Linked DNA regions of Mus musculus: region 1 is linked to region 2. Evidence: chromatin contacts called from public HiChIP or PLAC-seq data. All regions are on one chromosome and are shown on one strand. Each heading gives the region's core, a stretch centred on a gene start, on an enhancer-like site or on the middle of the called end of the contact. The rest is flanking DNA. Distances are from core to core; before and after follow the strand shown.

Region 1 (6,002 bases), core at 1,337-3,836, 200 kb after region 2:
AGCCCCACGAGGTGTCTCCCTGGTGGACTGCCCCATTCTCTAACAGACTACTTTGCTCCTGAACTTTCTCTTCCATGACAGGCTCACAGCTGAGCCTTGGCAACTTAGGACGCCCAAAGGACTCCTGTTTGGAATGAAATGTCACTGGGGACAATAAGGGCAGCATCAGAGCCTGGGATCCCCCAATGGTGGGGAGGGAGATGGCATTTTTGAGCACCGGGGAGGGTGTTTCTGTGAACATTGAGTCCGAGGTGCTGTTGGCCCGGAAGAAGTCGTTATGCCCCGGGAACTGGCCAGAGTGTGCCTTCTCTTGGTTTCCCGGCAAGAGCTCATAATTCCCTTGAAGAAAGGAAATATCCCCAAAGACGTCATGCTGGCCCTCTTTGCCGATGTGTATAGTGTGACGAAAGTCCCCCAGGGGAGGACTGATCATATCAGGGGACAGAATGTCCCTCAGTTTAAATTTCTTTCCCTTCTTGTTGTTAGCCGCTTTCAGGTAAATTGGGGTCTTGGCAGGCATTTTGGAATTTGAGAATGTCTATTTCACAGACCAGGGAAAGAGTGACCTTCTGCACGGGTATCCTACACTTCCAAAACGTCCTTTTTCATAAGAATTGTCACATCATTTCTTCTCAAGTGGCTCTAAAAACGAGACAGGGTCTTGGAGATCTTGCTCAGCGCAGGGCCACGCGGGTCTTTCCGGAGAGCCAGTTACATTATCGAGTCCCTTCCACAGCTCAGAGAAACCTGGAAAAGACACCAGAGCAGGTTGTCATCTCCCAGCCTCCAGGGCCCACTCAGGCCTGCCACTCCCCAGAATATTACTCCCTCCCGTGCCTGGAGATAAAGGCAAGGCCAGCTCCCACGGAAAGCCCAACTTACTTCCTTCTACTAACTGTGTTAAGAACTCTAATCTCTGCAGGGATTCACTAATAAATCCTTAGTTCTTAGTTCAGGGGAAAACAGAAAAAGGGGTACTTAGCCCCTAAGCTAAATCATCCCTACTTTTTAAACATAGCTACAGGGGCTGGAGAGATGGCTCAGTGGTTAGGAGCACTGGCTGCTCTTCCAGGGGTCCTGAGTTCAATTCCCAGCAAGCACAAGGTGGCTCACAACCATCTGTAATGGGATCTGATGCCCTCTTCTGGCATGTCTGAAGACAGAGACAGTGTGCTCACATACATAAAAATAAATAAGTAAATAAATAATCTTTTAAAAACATAGCTACGGACATGGTTTTCTGAACACATCTGAGATCTTCATTTCCCTCTCTTCTCAAAACTGATGTCAAGGGACTAGAGACATACTCAGTGGTTAGAAGACTTCGCTGTTCTTATAGGGAACCTGGGTTAAGTTCCCAGCACCCATATGGGGGCTTACAACCACTTGCACCTTCAGGGGATCCGATGGCTCTCTGACCTCCATGGGTAGTAGCCATGTGTGTAATACACATACATATGTGCAGGCACTCACACATACACATACAACTTAAAAAACTTGCAAGCAGCATAGGACCAACTGGGTCTGTTTTAAAATTATATTCTTTGCTTTGAATGCACATTAACAACACTGACAGTGATTTATTGAGATCTGCATACAAACAAAATTAAATGACTATCCCTAAAGAAGAAGGCTGGACATTATCATTTAATAAGTGATACGCCTCATTAGAAAGCATTCTTACTGATGGGGAGATAAGACTAAGGATGGGGTACCAACACTCTGGAAGAACAGAGAAGAGCTACAGCTGGAAGCAAGCTGTGGTGCGGAAAATACTGAGCCTTCCTTCCACCCAGGACTCCAGAGGATACTGGGATTCTGGGAAGAAAGAAGAACTGCTCCACTTCAAGACATACCGAGAGCATCTATATAACAAGTTGGGCTGCCCCTGAGGATCTTTTGGAACATCACTGATAGGCGCATGCCCTGTCTCTGTGGGAGCTGAGGGGGTTCTAAAGTAAGCCTTCCTGCCTCCCTGGTGTTCATGCCTTTGCAGATCCAACTGTGACTTGCTTCTACCCAAGGAAATAAGGCAGCAGTCACTCCCTGGTTAGGTTACAGAAGCCCCCATCTGAGCTGAAGAGAAGGAGGGTAAGAAAGGGAGAGTAAAGGAAGGGCGGGGAGATGGAGAGGGGGCTAAAAAAGGCTCCGTGTAGAGGTGCTCCCGCATGCTTATGTACCTGACCAAGCTTCCTTGCTGGCGTTGAAGTAGAAATTGATTTACCCCACCTAGTCTCTGATGACACACACAGTTCCGGTCCAAACCTTGGTCAGATCCCAGTGAGGCCCAGGCTCTAAGCCGTGGCCAGATACCCACAGAAACCGTGACTTAGGAAGTGGCTATCGATGCAGGTCCCATGTTAAAACAAAAGCACCTTCCCTGTGGATAGTGTCTGTCGCGGGCATAAGTGAGGAGCTCTGAGGAAGGTGCTCCAGGAGGGGTGAGTGTCAGTGCCTCCCTTGCCGATGAAAACCTTAACCTTCTGAAAATCCCCCATCATCCCACCAACCCAAGCGCTGACACAGAGAAGCAAAATTCCCATGACTCTCCTGAAATCTCTCACCCTGCTTCCCCTCCCCCTCCCAGTCCTCTGGCCCCAGGACTGACAATACTCCTAGGACTGGGTCAGACAGTGGCTTGAAGACAGTCCCAATTGCTTGGCAGCAGCTGGAGGCCCTCTCCATCTGTTCCATATTTCTTTCCTTTCAGCAGGTGTTTTAAACTCGCTCATCAGTGACAGGTGACAAGGGTTGTGCTGTATGTTCCACCCACTGGCAAAGCCCAATGTGGGGGAGGCATGCTGTCCAGCCAGCCAGGCCCGAGAAGGCAGAGAAGGCCTGGAAATGGGAGACAGGCAGCCCCGCTTGGCTTTGTGTGTGAGGAGGAGGCCTGAGACAACAGGTTTGCTCCAATAGGACCTCAGGTCCTAATGTTCTTCTTTAGCTTTGATTTGGGTCTTGTCTCATTAACAAAAGGTAAGACTTTATTACATAGAGGGAGTGGTAGTGAATGCCTGCAAAATCAGCATAGAAGAGTTGGAGACAGGAGGATTCTTATTACAAGAGCACCCTCTGCTAGTTCAAGGCCATTCTCACAAAAAACAATCACAACAAGTTGAAACCTTGGTAGACCTAAGAAAACACCAGTTTCTTTGCCATACAGGTACACAACACATAGCCCCAACCTAGGACCCCAGTGACACTTTCCTGCCCCAGGAGATGATAGGCAAGCCCTGGGAAGAACCATTCCCTGGGGCAGATTATCAGCAGGGCTAGGATGGCAGCTGCCTTGGAAAAGATTCAAGGCTTGCCAATGAGACCTGCCTGAAGCCTGCTGGGATATGTAAGGCCAAGACGTACCCAGGGCAGGGCATTCCAATGCCGGAGTGTAGTTCTCCGTCTCAGGCAGGGCCACTCACATCTGTTGTGTACGTGAATGAGAATGGGAGGGGGGGTTATGGGATGAGGAAAGAGAAGACACACTTACTCCTATCTGAGGGAGGAATGTTCAGTCCCAAGGCTTCCTGGCTGGGCCTCTTAGAGCAGCCCCTGCCTGGCTACAGAACTGTGGGCTTTTAGGCGGAGGTTCCCTTGGTTTAGTAAAGGCTGGGGTTTATATTGGTGGCACTAAGACAGAGACCAGAGATAAGAGGGAAAAAGACAAGGGTAGTGTGGAAACCTCCCAGAGCTAAAGGCTGGTAAATCAAAAGGGATGCTGGGTGGGGGCTGGTAGCCCGACAGTCCCAGAGATAAGGTGGTAGAGTAAAACTATATGCTACAGAGGGGACTATGAGAAATCTACAGAAGCAGCAGAGAGTAAGATGACCAACACAATGTGCCAGGACTAACAGCTGCCAAAGGCAATGGGAGGCTGGTTTGATTTTTAAGAGGGGAGATTACTGGGCAAAAACATCAGCTTTCCCATTTAAAGAAGTTGGCATATACAGTGCTGGTCAGCACCCAGTAATTCCGACCCAGTCTTCTCTCCTGTCCTCTCCCAGGATCTGTGAAAATTCCAAGCCTTGCTTATCTGCTAGCAGGTCTATTGTTCCTTCTCAGGTTCTTGGCTCTTTGGATCGATTATAGACAGCTAAAGTCTTCCTTCCCTAGTAAGAAGTGGCGGGTCCTGGAAAAGGTGTGTCCCTAGCAGCTGGAATCTAATATGACAGTATTCTGTGAGAGCTTTTCTGCACTCATTCCCACAATGCTCTCTCACTCACAAGAAACCAAGAGGCTCCTGTTAGAATGCTAAATGTCCCCATTTACAAACAGACACTACTGTGGCACAGACATTGAGTCAGCCTGAAAAGACCACATATTAGACCCAAGAATGACACATTCAACCAGTAGGCTAGCTTCCCCGTCTGAGGTGGTAAGCCATTTAGAGAGCACAGTCTCTGGGAATGTAGTTAGCTCCCAAGTTACCAAGGGGATGCATTCCAGAGCCTGTTAGAGATACAAATGCACACAGAGGAAGGAAAAGAGGCTTCTACATACATGACAGGAGGAGTGTGAACAGCAGCTTCTACATACATGGCAGGAGGAGTGTGAACAGCAGCTTCTGCATACATGGCAGGAGGAGTGTGAACAGCAGCTTCCGCGTAGGGCAGCTGGGTGGTATCTTTTCCTACTAGGGAGTCATGTGCCCCTGGCCCCAGAGTCTCCATATAGGGTCATAGCCCACTTAAAGATATGGGAGACACTGTCTACAGGTATCCAACCAAACATTTGTAATAGCCAAGAGTTGGAGACAGCCTACCTTCAGGAGACTTGTACAGATGGTACAGCCACCCTAATTAGTAGTATTTACATGTAAGGAAGAATGAATCGTTTAATACAGCCACAGGGAAAGAGCCCGGCAATGCACATGTTCAAAGGAAGAAAAGGTAGGTGCAGAAGTGAAGTGTGTAAGTCTAACTGTGTAGGCTTGTATGTATATCTATACAATGTATCAATAGATACAGAAGAAACTAACAATGGTGACTGTCATCAGACAGCCAACATGAATGGGAAGGGACAAAGGTGAAAAGGAGACAGCCGTGCTCATCCTTTGAGAGGTCAGCGCTCTGAACTACTGAATCAACTGGCTAGCTGAATAATAAAAATATAACAAGTAAATGTGCATCGCTTACACACTGTATTAGAGAGCCAGTTTTGCACAAGGTACTTAGGTCTGGCAAAATCCAGGTGTCACATGACGAGCGTTTATTGCGTTTATTCCTGTGCTTCAGTCAGGACTCCACCGCCAGCATAGACTCAGGGACATCCAGGCACACAGGGTGCTGGTCACTGACACCAGGCTACCCTTCCACATCTTCACCCATTTCCTGGGATAATGAGCTCTCTGTTCAAGCTCCAGTGTGTCTTACGCACTTTAGCACCTGTGCATGTTCACTACTATCCTCGATCTTTTAAAGACAGAAAGGAAGGTTTCTATGCACAGACCTTTCTCAGAAACACATCCCTTGATCCTGAAATCTGAAGTCTTCATGAGTGCAGACTGTGGTTTCCTTCCCATGATAGAGATGAAGAGGAGAGCCGTTCATACTCATCTGGGAAGTTATATTCCTCAGACAGCAAGCACTCAAGTTATGAGCACTGGTGAGGGAGGCTCTGCCAACAGAAGGACTGAGCTCCCAGGCAGCCATTAGGCATCCTCTTCCAAGGAGACAGGCTACCCATGCTCTTACTTACAGGTACCTGTGAGAAACCCAAGATGTCAAAACTCAGAGTAAGACCTTAGGGGGTGCTAAAGCCACACCTCTGATGGGGAGGGCAGATGGCTGGGTTGTCACTACTGTATCAATCTAGAAATTCTATTTACTGGTGATTACCTTAAGCATATAAGCAGATGATTAAAAACAAAAACACAAAGCAATAACATCTTAATTATGGGGAAAACTGAGCCATTTCTTCGCTAGTGATTTCTGGTGGCGTAGGGATGAGAGGATTTCTTAACTAAGGTTTTGACTTCCATCCTGCTGGGGTCACGGGTATATATC
Region 2 (6,068 bases), core at 3,431-5,930:
TAGCCAGAGCAATTTGACAACAAAGGGAGATCAAGGGGACACAAATTGGAAAGAAAGAAGCAAAATATCACTATTTGCAGATGATATGATCGTATATATGTGACCCTAAAAATTCCACCAGAGAATTCCTAAACCTGATAAACAGCTTGAGTGCAGTAGCTGGATATAAAATTAACTCAAACAAATCAATGGCCTTTCTCTACACAAAGGATAAACGGACTGAGAAAGCAATTAGGGAAACAACATCCTTCACAATAGTCATAAATAATATAAAATACCTTGGTGTGACTCTAACTAAGGAAGTGAAAGATCTGTATGATAAAAACTTCAAGTCTCTGAAGAAAGAAATTGAAGATCTCAGAAGATGGAAAGATCTCCCATGCTCATGGATTGGCAGGATTAATATACTAAAAATGGCTATCCTTCCGAAAGCAATCTACAGATCCAATGCAATCCCCATCAAAATTCCAACTCAATTCTCCACTGAGTTAGAAAGAGCAATTTGCAAATTCATCTGGAATAATAAAAAAAACCTAGGATAGGAAAAACTATTCTCAACAATAAAAGAACCTCTGGTGGAATCACCATGCCTGACATTAAGCTGTACTACAGAGCAATTGTGATAAAAACTGCAGACAGATAGATCAATGGAATACAACTGAAGACCCAGAAATGAATCCACACACCTATGGTCACTTGATCTTTGACAAGGGAGCTAAAACCATCCAGTGAAAAAAAAGACAGCATTTTCAACAAGTGGGACTGGCACAACTGGCAGTTATCATGTAGAAGAATGGGAATTGATCCATTCTTATCTCCTTGTACAAAGCTTAAGTCTAAGTGGATCAAAGACCTCCACATAAAACCAGAGACACTGAAATTAATAGAGGAGAAAGTGGGGGAAAGCCTCAAACATATGGGCACAGGGGAAAAATTCCTGAATAGAACAGCAATGGCTTGTGCTGTAAGATCAAGAATTGACAAATGGGACCTCATAAAATTACAAAGCTTCTGTAAGGCAAAAGACACTGTCAATAAGACAAAAAGGCCACCAACAGATTGCGAAAGGATTTTCACCAATCCTAAATTTGATAGGGGGACTAATATTCAATATATACAAAGAGCTCAAGAAGCTAAACTCCAGAAATTCAAATAACCCCATTAAAAGTGGGGTAGAGAGCTAAACAATTAATTCTCAACTGAGGAATAGCAAATGGCTGAGAAGCACCTGAAAAAATGTTCAACCTCGTTAATCATCAGGGTAATGCAAATCAAAACAACCCTGAGATTCCACCTCACACCAGTCAGAATGGTTAAGATAAAACACTCAGGTGACACCAGATGCTGGTGAGGATGTGGAGAAAGAGTAACACTCTTCCATTGCTGGTGGGATTGCAAGCTTGTACAACCACTCTGGAAGTCAGTTTGGTGGTTCCTCAGAAAATTGGACATAGTACTACCAGAAGATCCCACAATACTTCTCCTGGGCATATACCCAGAAGTTCCAACTGGTAATAAGAACACACGCTCCACTATGCTCATAGCAGCCTTATTTATAATAGCCAGAAGCTGAAGAGAACCCATATGTCCTTCAACAGAGGAATGGATACAGAAAATGTGGTACATTTACACAATGGAGTACTACTCAGCTATTAAAAACAATGAATTTATGAAATTCTTGGGCAAATAGATGTATCTGGAGGATATCATCCTTAGTGAGGTAACCCAATCACAAAAGAAGTCACTTGATATGCACTCACTGATGAGGGGATATTAGCCCAGAAACTTAGAATACCCAAGATACAATTTGCAAAATACAAGAAAATCAAGAAGAGAGAAGACCAACATGTAGATACTTCATTTTTCCTTAGAATAGGGAACAAAATACCCACAGAGACAAAGTTTGGAGCTAAGATGCAAGGATGGACCATCCAGAGACTGCTCCACCCGGGGATCCATCCCATAATCAGCCACCAAACCCAGACACTATTTCATATGCCAACAAGATTTTGCTGAAGGGACTCTGATATAGCTGTCTCATATGAGGCTCTGCCAGTGCCTGTCAAATACAGAAGTGGATGCTCACAGTCATCTATAGGGTGGAACAAAGGGCCCCCAATGGAGATGCTAGAGAAAGCACCCAAGGAGCTGAAGGGGTCTGCAACCCTATAGTGGAACAACAATATGAACTAACCAGTACCCCCAGAGCTCATATCTCTAGCTGCATATATAGCAGAAGATGGCCTAGTCGGCCATCACTGGGAAGAGAGGCCCCTTGGTCTTGCAAACTTTATATGCCCCAGTACAGGGGACTGCCAGGGCCAAGAAGTGGGAGTGGGTGGGTAGGGGAGCAGGGTGAGGGGAGGGTATAGGGAACTTTCGGGATAGCATTTGAAATGTAGATAAAGAATATATCTAATAAAAAAAGAATCAACAACAAAAAAGCTATTTATCTTTAATTGCATATGTTGTCCCTAGTGCATATTCAATGCACATGGTATTGGGTTATATAGGACATGTACATACAAGTCTATTATGTATTTTGAGAGTATTCCACCATACATGTCCACTTTCTTCTTCCTCCCTGCCCTTTAGTCCCCCATATGGTTTTGCTTCTACTTTCATGGGTTATATACATGGTATTATATACTATTATAGCTTTTGAATACTTCCAAGTATTCTGGCTAACTGCTGAAGTAACTCAATATTTTATTCTTTATCAACATTCAATATCACATATGCTAATGGAACCTAAAGTGAGATTTTCAAAATGATTCTTGTGAAAATAAAAGAGTTATTATTCACTTTTAGTTTCAGTTTCATTCATTAAAATTCTAAGCTTAGTATACTTTAATGTTTAATAGACATGCATATATTTTATAATTACATGTTATGAAAACATGCACCTTTTTTTGCTGATACAAGAGCAAATAAATTAACCTAGAGATTGTGAGGGCTAAAGTTATATTTTAAGTTTTAGGTATTGTACTTAAGAGATGTATAAAAACAAAAATGCCTAAAGGCTCTTTTACCCAAGGGTAGATAACTTCCGGGAATGCTGAAGACTGTTGCCCATGTAAGATAACAAGCCTTGTGTTTTCACTTCCATAAACAAGGTTAGCTGATCCAAGTGCGCAGGACGTGCTTGATCTGAAGATGTCAGCTCAGGAACTTTAGAAAATTCCGCTGGACCCATCCCCTCCTGGAAGAGAAAGGTCATAAAGAACATAGGCAGCCCTCCTCCCCTCCAGAAGGGAGGGGCTAATTACATTCCTCAGACCTCAGGGAGGAGGGACTGAGGAGGGTTGGGGAACGGAGGGGCTCATTACATTCCTCAGACCACAGGGAGGAGGGACCCAGGAGGGTAGGGGAGGCCCGGAACGGAACTCGCAGCCACATTTCCTGACCTACCTCATTCCCTAAACACCAATCAGCTTAAAAGTCACGCTGTTCTGCCAATCACATTGTGCCTAATGGCTGCTGCCTTGAGAACTGTAGAAAGGCTTCCCAGACGAGCTGGTCATTCTCTTTCTCCATGCGCAGGGCAATCCCAATGTGTTGGAACAATAAATTTCTCTTGCTTTTTGCAACGGTTCCGTGTTGTTCAATTATGGGGTCCCCGTAAGCAAAGGCTTACTAGAGTCTTACAGATCATGCATGTAGTATGTAGGCAGGAAGTATGTCAGGATGTGTGCTTGCCCCTGGTTGGACGAAAGTGGGAAGTACATAGCCTTGTGGGTTTTGCCTTTATAAGCACCAGACTGTAATTTGTGATAATTCTCTGGGAATCCTGGGTATGAACCTGGCCAACTGTCCATCATCCTGGGCAGTACTTAACGAAGCTTGCTTCAAATTTGGCTCATCAATTGTGGTAGTGGTCTTATTGTCACCTGGTGGGAATAACGAGATCACTGGAATAGGTTATATGTGCAGATTAAACTTTCAGACCTCTCATGCTGTGAATAAGTGTACAAACTAACCTTTAGTAGTAATTATCTATAGATTACATACCACTTTTACCCACCCACTCACATACATCCACTAGATAAAAAATTTTTTTAATTTTATAAAATTATGTCTAGGATACATCTAAATGATGCAGTTGCATAGCTGAATGAAATATGTACAAAAGTCAGAGAAAGCTAAATGTCTCCAGAAACATTAGTGTTGAATGTCTACAGAAGAATTACAGCATTTGGCTTGTTATGACTTGTTCCCTCAAGTAAAGTATTCTAAAGAATGGTGCAATGCATTTCTAAGAGGATCACATGGGGCTGTCAAATGTGTTACATTGTAATTAAACAAAACAAAACAAAACAAAACCAGGCTTTCCCTTTTAGCTCTGTACCAGTTACTTTTTGTTGCTGTGATGAAACATAGTCAAAAGTGAATTATGGGAGGAAGAGTTTTTTTTTTTTTTTTTTTTTTTTACATATGATTCAGGAAGGGGACCAATCAGGTCAGTGGAGGCATGGCAGCAGGCAGATGGACCAGGGAAATTAGCTTCAACATTTTCACCCACATGTAGAAGACAGAGTGAACAGGAAGACGGGGTGAGGCTGTAAGCTCCCCAAGCCATGTCTAGTGACATGCCTGGACTTCCTTCAGTAAGGCTCTGCCTCCCTGAAGAGTACCACCAACTGGGGACCATGTGTTCAAATGCCTTGGGAATGTTTCTCATTACACCCATCCCAAGGTCTAACTTGCATCTCAAAATACAAAAGAGGTGTGTTTTAGGTTGAGAGTCTGAGATTCTGTGAGGGCAAAACAAAGGACCATTAGAAGCTGGAGGAAGCTAGTTGTGAAAGAAAGAAGAGAGGCCTTGCTTTTCTTATTCAATTGTAAAGGGTTTTGCAAATTAACTGAGATATCCAAATGAATTCTGTTCATTTGCAGGCCTGGAGGCTGAAAGTCTCAACTATAAGGTTGGGCAGAGCCTTGTTTCCTCTGAATGCTAAAGAGTTGGAGGCCTTCTCTTTCCTCTCGCTGCTCTGGCAGCCCATGCTTTCTGGGTCTTAGAGCTGTGCACTAGTCCCTGCTTCTGTTCTGGAACCATATTATGTGTGTACCCCAGTTTCTCTTTTCTTAGAAGGAACCATTTCTATTAGAATTATTTCTATTACAGTATAGCCTCATCATTATGTTACATGCGACTGTCCTACTGACAGAGCTACATTTGGAAGTCCATGGGTCAGGTCTTCAATGTATCTTTTTAGAACATATGCTTCAACAGCTCCCTGTAGTTGAGTGGTCTGAGATTTCTTAGGGGAGAGGTGGAGCCTGGATTTCAGCGGAAGCCAGGAGCATGGGGGTAAGGATGACTTGTCTTAGGTTTTCTAAGCCAGAACAAGGGGTTGAAGACTTGGGGCAAGAACTGTAAGGCAACAGGGAAACAGGAAGCTCTGACTCATGTCCTGGGCTTAGACTGGATGCCTCACTGATCAACCCTGGAGAGCTGGCGAGGGACCGATGTTCACTGGAGCCCCGTGCACAGCCTCACTGCCTCTGCCTGGATGCTGCCACTCCGGGCCGTGCATATTCCATCTGGGTTAATGATATTTCAGTTGTTAACTTTTGTAAATGCCATCCCTGGGATAATGACTTAAGTGAACCTTAGCTTTAATTTATTCAGAGACAGAGCAAAAAAAGTTTTAAAATCTGGTAGTAAAGGAAAGTAAAAACAACTTGATGGGAGTATAAATTTAAGAAAAACCTTTTATTTCACTTTTTAAAGTGTAGGTGTGGTTTGAATGCATTTGCTGTCAAGCAGGAGGGCACAATATCCTACTGTGGGTTTGGGACCAGGCACACTGGTACTAGGTCAATATTAAAAGAGAAATAAAAGATTCCAGCTGGCAATTATTACCTACCAGGTGTCCTTTCTCATGAATGTCCTCTAGACTCCAGTCAGGGCACCGGGATGCGTGCCCTAAGTCATGGATGCTTTCTTAGTTTGGACTTTGCCCTGGCCATCTGGCAGGAGAAGGTACAGCTGCTTCCTCCTCATGAGGACAGTGGCACTTTGGCACACATGTACAGAGCATTGCCAGAGGCAAGTGACTCAGGAG

What was found. HiChIP or PLAC-seq counts read pairs in DNA pulled down with a chosen protein or histone mark.
Region 1: a contact with region 2 is called in an H3K27ac HiChIP or PLAC-seq map of embryonic stem cells, with 2.1 times the contacts expected there. The contact joins two enhancer-like sites. A contact is called at or near these places in 1 of 39 promoter capture datasets (3T3-L1-derived adipocytes), 12 of 484 Hi-C or Micro-C datasets (the C2C12 cell line, Sertoli cells, bone marrow-derived macrophages and 5 more) and 5 of 115 datasets of contacts at active chromatin or transcription factors (bone marrow-derived macrophages, cardiomyocytes and embryonic stem cells).

The regions. Positions count from the first base shown.
Region 1 is chr17:79,334,970-79,340,971 of GRCm38.p6, forward strand. It overlaps Cdc42ep3 (CDC42 effector protein (Rho GTPase binding) 3), which reads right to left. Exons shown (of 2, transcript NM_026514.3): 2 at 1-747. The coding sequence starts at 520. Among named protein-coding and RNA genes, the nearest start is that of Gm17315, 17 kb to the right of the region's middle. Within about 2 kb of position 2,587, at least 17 of the 459 cell types and tissues checked have an H3K27ac peak or open chromatin away from gene starts, as enhancers often do. A contact at or near this core is called in embryonic stem cells, where this site is marked.
Region 2 is chr17:79,130,586-79,136,653 of GRCm38.p6, forward strand. No RefSeq gene overlaps it. Among named protein-coding and RNA genes, the nearest start is that of Qpct, 82 kb to the left of the region's middle. Within about 2 kb of position 4,681, at least 39 of the 459 cell types and tissues checked have an H3K27ac peak or open chromatin away from gene starts, as enhancers often do. A contact at or near this core is called in embryonic stem cells, where this site is marked.